Linked DNA regions of Mus musculus: region 2 is linked to region 1. The links are chromatin contacts, called in public HiChIP or PLAC-seq maps. All regions are on one chromosome and are shown on one strand. The core of a region is the stretch at or near the end of the contact, and the rest is flanking DNA. Distances in the headings are between cores, read along the strand shown. Region 1 holds the start of Mtch2 (mitochondrial carrier 2). Region 2 holds the start of 1110051M20Rik (RIKEN cDNA 1110051M20 gene).

What was found. HiChIP or PLAC-seq counts read pairs in DNA pulled down with a chosen protein or histone mark.
Region 2: a contact with region 1 is called in an H3K27ac HiChIP or PLAC-seq map of microglia, with 7 times the contacts expected there. The contact joins the promoter of 1110051M20Rik here to the promoter of Mtch2 in region 1. A contact is called at or near these places in 6 of 39 promoter capture datasets (embryonic stem cells, hematopoietic stem and progenitor cells, hippocampal neurons and 2 more), 2 of 115 datasets of contacts at active chromatin or transcription factors (bone marrow-derived macrophages and microglia) and 1 of 9 other capture datasets (adipose tissue).

Annotation. Positions count from the first base shown.
Region 1 is chr2:90,844,902-90,849,053 of GRCm38.p6, reverse strand. Mtch2 (mitochondrial carrier 2) reads right to left here and starts at 1,899. Exons shown (of 13, transcript NM_019758.3): 1 at 1,669-1,899. The coding sequence starts at 1,755.
Region 2 is chr2:91,442,582-91,446,399 of GRCm38.p6, reverse strand. 1110051M20Rik (RIKEN cDNA 1110051M20 gene) reads left to right here and starts at 1,686. Exons shown (of 9, transcript NM_175123.5): 1 at 1,686-1,831. The coding sequence starts at 1,786.

The DNA.
Region 1 (4,152 bases), core at 650-3,149:
TAGATTATTAAACTGAAAACAGAACAAGGAAACAAACCATTGTGTCAGGAAAGCCTAGTTTACCGATAAAGCTGACATATTTTTTACAATATTTTTCATATTTGAACAAAATAAAATATTCACTGAGCCATCGTCAAATGCCTACCTACATGGATAACTAGACAACAAAGGCAAATGCATACAGCTGGGTAATTCACTTACAAAAATAATTACAACTTAGGTCCACGTTAAATGTACAGACTCATTAGCAATATACAGAGCCATAAAAATTAATGATTGCCATTTTATTTGTACAATATATTCAGTGATTATAGTGCCAAAGGGATACTTGAGATTAAAAAAAAAAATACAGGGCAGTTTGGGCTCTACTGTTGCAATTCTTCCTTCTGAGTTAAAACCCCCTCTCTGAACTCACTGAAAGTGCAGCTTTAAAGTAGTATTTGGGAATTTCATCAACCTCCTGAGATACTTGGCAACGCACGAGGTATTGTGAAATCAGAATTTAGGATATTGGATTGTTGAGGCAAAAACACTGAATGTCACTAAAATCACTGTTCTTTGAGAACTATTGAGTAGTGAGTTCATACGTGTACTGCGAAATACTGTCAATTCTGTTCTAGACACAGATTTCACTCTGCGCTTCAACATCTACACTTATATTAGTCAACTTAGCAACAATTTGTATGAAGAACAATTTAAAAATGAAGTCCATTCTAGAGTCTTGCTTTTTTTTTTTTCTCTTTTCAGAATGGTAAACATTGAGGACAGGGATTCTAAAGCCTGCTTCCTTCCAGGACACACAATGCATGAGGTATGGCAATCCTCAATAAATGCTTAAAAATGGCCCTGATCAGCACAGGGAAAGTTAGAAGAGCAATTGAAAATACTATCACCAGCTAAAAGTAGGCCTCCTTACCCATGAATATAAATGACCACTTTAGAAATATTTTATAGCAGATTGGCAAGGGAGGCAAGAGAGACATCCGGGGTTTGATGTTACATTTAAACTCGCTAAAGTGTTTAAACAGAACTGATTTCCAGCTCTAACCAACGTGATTTTCATTGTCATGAACCACATGGGTTACTGTGAAAGCGCTCAATGGATCCTCAGGAAATCTGATTTCATTATCACTTCTCAATGCGCTCCTTGTGTATATCCGGGTATCTGGTGTTAAAATCTCTGAACGGGAATAGAAGTAGAAACAGCAAATAGAAAAACCGAGTAAGAACAATAAGATGTTGGCTTTCCTAGAATTTTAAATTTGCCCATAGATGAGTTATTTCACGTCTCGAGTTTGAGATATTTCGCTGAGGAGGAGTGAACGAGGTGAGGTGAACGCCAGTATCAGAGGGGCGACAAGAAAAGGGTTGGGAAGCCCTCGGTGGCAACCGGCCAGGATCAGGGAAAGGAAAAACAAAGTTGAGAAGAGTCACCGGCCAGGGAAGGCAAGGGTGGCAGTTGGCTGCAGAAAGGGAGCCGGCCTGCCCGGGGCGAGCCTCGGGATGTCTCCGAGAGGGGCGCGAGGCCGTGGAAGTTGTTCCTGAGGGGAGAGAAGGGCAGCATCTCGAGAGGGTGAAGGCCTGGGACGCAGAGCCAACCCAAAGGCGCAGAGGGCGGTGGCGACCTGACAGGACGCGGGCGGGGAAGGAAAGGGCGACGACTCATACCTGGATGAGCACTTTCACGTACATGAGCGGCTGGGACAGGATGGTGAGACCGGAGCCCAGGAGCACCTGACTGGCCGCGTCCGCCATGATGGCACCCGCGGACGGACGGACAGACGGAGTCACCAAGCGACACAGCCGGTTCCAGATCACGTGTCGGGGGCGCCGGCTTCACTGGCCCGCCCGCGGCGCGCCGCCCGCTTAGGCTCCGCCCACCGGCCCGCCCAAAGAAACGGCAGGCGCTCGCGAGGGGCCGCCTGGGGCGGGGCTTGTGGGAGGGACGCGCATGCGTCTGGGCGTGGGCTCCTCGCGCCTCTAGGAAAGGCGATTTCTCTTGCGCCTGCGCAAGCCGGAAGTGTCCGGAAGGAGTAGGGAGGGAATGGTAATGATGGGGTGGTGGTGGGGTGACCCTGACGGCAAAGGCAAGGTCAGCGGACTAACAACTGGAAGAACTGAGTTATACTCCTATCCTCTTTCAGGCTTTGACGACGTAAAGTTTGATGGTTGTTTTCCGTTAGAGTTGTCATGTCTAATGAACAACAGATCCTGTCTGGCTTAACAGTGAATTCTGCAGGTCCCTGATTTTGCGTTTACCATTAGCTCAGTGGTAGAGCACTTCCCGACATCCTTGCTTTCAGTCCTCAGTACTGGAAAGAAAAAGCAACTACAACAAAATGTGCCCCCTCGGGGTCAGATGTGGCGGCACAGACCCTTAATCCAGCACTTGGGAGGCAGAGGAATGTGGATATGTGAGTTCAAGGCTAATCTGGTTTACAAACTGGATACCCGGTAAACCAGGGTTACATGGTGACATACTGACCAAAAAAAAAAATTTTTTTTTCATGTCTTCTCTGACTACTCGAAATCCATTTTATCCGTATTTCCTACCCGTTGCCTTGTGACACCTGTCACTGGGAAATTGTCTTTGACAGTTGAGAGTGTCAACTCTGGGTTCAGGAACCGAGATGGCCTTTGTACACTATTTTCCCCCAGTGCCTGGCATGTACCAGTGCTCAAGATTTATTAAAGCTCAGTGCCAATCGGGCTACCCAGGCTGTTAGAGGCAAAATGAAGAAAAGGCATTGCTCCAGCTCTGGCCCCTTTGTTCTGTAGCAGACACCACTTAGTGCAAGCACTTAGTGTGTACTGCTGAGAATGAACAAGGAACCGAGTTTGGAATCTGGCTTTCCTTTTGGATCCATGTGTCACTTTCCTTTTTAAATTTTTTAGTGTTTGTATCTAAATATAAGGACAATGCAACTAACTCAGTGTATTTTTATGAACATTAAGTGAAACTGTATATATGGAGTTTTTGAGAAATTGGCTGAAATACAGAAGTTAGTCCTAATATGGCCTTCTATTCAGCCCAGAACTAGCTGATATTGGGAGGCAGTTTGTAGGTCAGGCACACGGGCTTTGAAGTCCAATGGGCCTCATCCAAAGTCTACCTCTGCCAGTTACAGTGTGACCTTATATAGGTCATCCCAACTCTTCAAAACTTTTAAGCAAATAAGTATAATAATATCCACTTCAAAACATTATCTCAAAGCAATATGGACCTAGCCTGGCATACACAACAAAAATGCAATAGTAAATGGTAGCTTTTTATTCTAAAAAAATTACATGTTGCTCTTAATTAAACACAGTTCTCAACATGACTTAGAAACAGCAAGACCATTAAGAAGGGTATTTGTGCATGGGTGGTGAAGGAAAAAAAATTCTATTTGCCTGTGAGCAATGAGAGGCTCAGAATGTCGCGGGGCTGAAGGGTTGGGCACCTGAGGATGTCCCACCACATTCCTAATGGTTCATGGCAAAAGCTACCCATGACGTTATGGGACAGAGAACTGGAGTCGGAATTATAAGTAAAGGAAGAGCACAGTTCAAACGGGCCATTTGTAAAGATGTGATATGAATGACAATCCCTGATAAGAGTTCAGTGTGGTGACCCTAGAATGGGTTACTTAGTAACTTATATTCAAGCTAGGAGGATAAGAAAAGTCAAAGGTGGGGAGGGAGGGAGAGAGAACAGCACCTTGGCATAGGCCAGCTTTGGGAAAAGAAAAGAGGGGATGGTAAGTAATGTGAAAACTTCCCAGAGGCAGAAAACAGAGCCCAGAAAAGAGAGGGGCTTACCAGCTAAACCACTCCCAGGCTGGGATAGTCTTACCTGGAAGAGGTCCACGTTTCATTTCTCAGTTTTAAAAAAAGATACACTGTAGCTGTACAGATGTTTGTGAGCCTTCATGTGGTTGTTGGGCAGGGTTTCTCTGTATAGCCCTGGCTATCCTGGAACTCACTTTGTAGATCAGGCTGGCCTCGAAGCTCACTGGGTCACTCTTATAAATTTTAGACATGGCCCTGCAGTCCCTTTCTTCTTTATGGCTCTTTTCAATTTGCTATATTACTTTAAAACTGTTTTTCCTTATCCATCATTACAAGACACTGAGGTACAAGAGTGCAAGGTTTTTCTCATTTTCTTATTGA
Region 2 (3,818 bases), core at 437-2,936, 600 kb before region 1:
TTTCCATACCAGCTTCAAATAAAACAGACTTGGTGTTCCATGCTTATAATCTCAGCAATCCAGAGATGGAGGCAGGGGGATCAGAAGTTCAAGGTCATCTTTGGCAACCTAGTGAGTTTCAGGCCAGCCTGAGATATGTAAGACTCTATCTCAATTTTTAAAATTTTATTATTACTCTATTTACATTACAATAATAATAAGCCCAATATGAAAAATCATTAAATTTCTATACCCTCAAGCTGCATGGAGGAGGGGTAGAGGAAGGAGAAGTTAATTATTTTTAACAAAACTTGCAGGACTTCATATCAACAACTACCAACCTGGAAAATTCATTACCTCAGAACACCAAACACTGTCCCTTGTGTGGCTCTGTCCCTTTCTCCTTACCACATCCAAATTCAGAGTGACTCACAGGAGCCTAGAATTGAGACATATATACAAATTTAAGGGAAAGGGAGAATTACAAGGTCTGAGTAGCTCCTTTGGGGAGACTAAGAATAGGCCCCTCAGAACATAAGAGAAGAGCCTCCTCTTTACTTACTCCAGTGTAGGTGGTCTGTGGGATTCCCAGTCACTCCTTTGATGACATCAATTTCGTTTTCTTTCTTTGTCACAAAACCTCTCCTCTTTCGAAAACTTCTCCTTGTTGAAGGGGCAGGGACTTACTTCAAAACAAAACAAAACAAAACAAAACAAAACAAAAGTGAGGATCGAGTGGCTTTTTCTGCTAGGTTTGGACTGTGACACTGTACAGATCTCTTTCCTGTTCTTGCACAGAGAGAGGAGATAAGAAAATCTGGTTATTTGAAAAGAAAGGAATAGTCTTTCTTCTTCAGAAAGGATAGAGCTGAGGATATGTAATAAATGCTCTAGTTTCTGACCCATTTCCTTTGAGAAATGAAGTGACTTTGTAGGAAAAAGGAAAGGCACTTGGACAAGATGTCAAATAATAGGAAGTAGAAGCAGTCTCAAACGGCTAAAGGGAATTTGAGAGGAATGGTCATTAACTTACAGAGGACTTGATGAGTAGTTTTAAAAATTGCATTTTACCGGGTGTAGGGGCACACACCTTTAAAACATTAAAACCTCTGAGAGCTGCAGGCTCAGGCAGATCTCTTAAATTCAAGGCTATCCTGGTCTACACATCAAGTTCTAAGCCCGACTGGGCAATACAGTGAGACCCTGTCGAGATATATATTTGGGGCAGGGGATTTGTGGAGGTCAGAGGACAACTTGGAGGAGTTGGTAGGCTGTTTTCACCACATGGGGTCCCTTGGATTGCTCAGTGGCCCTTAGTAGTATCTCTATGCTAAAGACGTATCCCCGACCTCCAGAAGCTGCCAAGATACAAAGAACATTTTGTACCAACTTGAAAGAGTAAATCCTAAAAGTGATTAATAATAGATAATGAGATCTCAGTGTTAGGCGAGGCCATACATGATCATTATTGTTAGAATAAACAGAAACTATGAAATCCAGAAATTGCAGATATGAGCCACTGATAGTAATTCTTCAGCATCACAAAATACGACACATTCAGAGAATTTAATTCACAGATTCTAAAACCAAATCCCAAAAATAGGAGTTAAAGAAAATCAGACTCTAAGTGACTGCTTCCGGAACTTGTGTGATAGGCTCTACGTTGCCAGTCGGAGACTGTTTACGTGACACCCTCTCAGCCTTCTAGTTCTCCTCTGGCCGCCTGGGTGCCATGGCAACAGAGACAGGCTGTAACCTGGGTTCCGGAAGAAGAAAGCTGGAGCGTGGAAACTACCCGGTCAAAGGATGCTGAGTCCCGAGCGCCTAGCTCTACCGGACTACGAGTATCTGGGTAGGGGCTTTTTTCAGCGTCGGGAAAAGAAAGGAGTAATGTGTTAGGGGAAGGAGTGGGTAGGAGACAGGGGCGGAGCCTGAACGGTAGCGGGTCTGGATGGGACGGGAGGACAGAAAGAAGGGGTTCTAGGGCCTGAGCCTGAATGTAGGGCCAAACCTGGATGAAAAATAACATTTATGGAGTAAAGAATGGCTGAATTATATGGACTGGCTCTCAGGCAATGAGGACTGCATTCTAAGTAACACAATTAAGAATCTGAGGCCCCAAACAAGGCTATTATTGATAGGTTTGTATTGACGCAAACTTGGCATCTGAAATGACTTCAGTCATTTTGTAAATAATAATTTTGCCTTCATAGTGCACGGTTATTTCGAGCTTTTCATTTTCATTAGGCATTCTGCACGAGGTAAGCATTTTGCATGCAGCATTATCATAGAAGGGATTGCTGTGTTTGCTACTTTACAGATGGAGACACTAAGGCTAAAGAGACAATTGCATAAGACCTCATACAGTTAGTATTAGGATCAGATTTTCCCCTTGCAGAACTTGACCTTACCCTTGAGCTAAGGCTGTGTGGTACTAAGTACTGTACTTTGCTAAGCACCCTGCAGTGAGTGTGTAACACATTTACTGTATACGTTTGTGTATACACTTATTTTTTTAAAACATTTTTTATGATATTTATTTTTTATTTATATAAGTACACTGCAGCTGTCTTCAGACACACATTAGAAGAGTGCATTGGATCCCATTACAGTTGGTTGTGAGCCACCATGTGGTTGCTAGAAATTGAACTCAGGACCTGTGGCAGAGCAGTCAGTGCTCTTAACCGCTGAGCCATCTCTCCAGACCTTGTGTATACACTTATATGCACACATACACATTTAAAAGTTCATAGCTTAAACATTTAGAGTAGTTTTAAACTTAAAGAGGACTGAGCTGATAGTAGAGTTTTTTCCCTCTGTATCTTCTATTTAGCTTCTATTATTAATTTCTTGTGTTAGTGTGGTACATTTCTTGCAACTGAATATTAGCTCAGTGTGATTACCAACAGCCTATAGTTTATATTAGGGTCCACTCTTTGTATTGTACAGTTTTCTGGACTTGGACAAATTCATATTCTCATATATCCACATTAAGATGTAAAACAATCTTTTCATGGTTAAAACTCCTCTGTGCATCCCCCATTCATTCACCCCTCTCCTTGCTCCTTTCCTTTCCATGACTGATCTTATTGACTTCTAAAGTTTTGCCCCTTTGAGAATAATGGGAATCATTCAGTGTATAAGCTCTTCAGATGGCCTCTTTCGTGTTTCAGTAGGTGTTTAGGTTCCCCCTTGTCGTTTTGTGTCTTGATACTCATTTCTTTACATGGATGAATAACATTTTATTATATGAATGTACCATACACATTTTAAAATAAAATACAACTCTGTATACATATTTTGTTTATGTTTTGAGAATTGATCTCACTATGTAGCCTTGGTTGGCCTTGAACTCACAGAGATCCTCCTGCCTCTGTCTACCCAGTGTTGGACTCAAAGGAGTGAGTTTCCAGACCTGGCAGATGGTTAAAATTTCTTGATCATTTGAAAAGTTGATTCAAAATTGTTTTTTAAATAAAAAGATATTTATCTTGGGGGATGGAGAGATAGCTTAGCAGTTAAGAGCTCTTGCTACTTTTCCAGAGGAACTGAGTTTGGGCTGTAGCACCTACCTACCTACCTGTGACTCCAGCTTCAGAGGACCCAAGGGCCTCTTCTAACCTCTGCATGTGTGTGTGTACACACACACACACACACACACACACACACACACACTGAGGAGGGAGGGAGGTGGAGAGAGACAGAGCGAGTGTGGGAGACCTAATTGAATAATTAAATAATTTTTAAATACAACAAAATGGATGGCTCCTGAGGCATGGCACCCAAGGTTGACCTGGACTACACACACACACAGTCACACATACATACACTCACAGTAT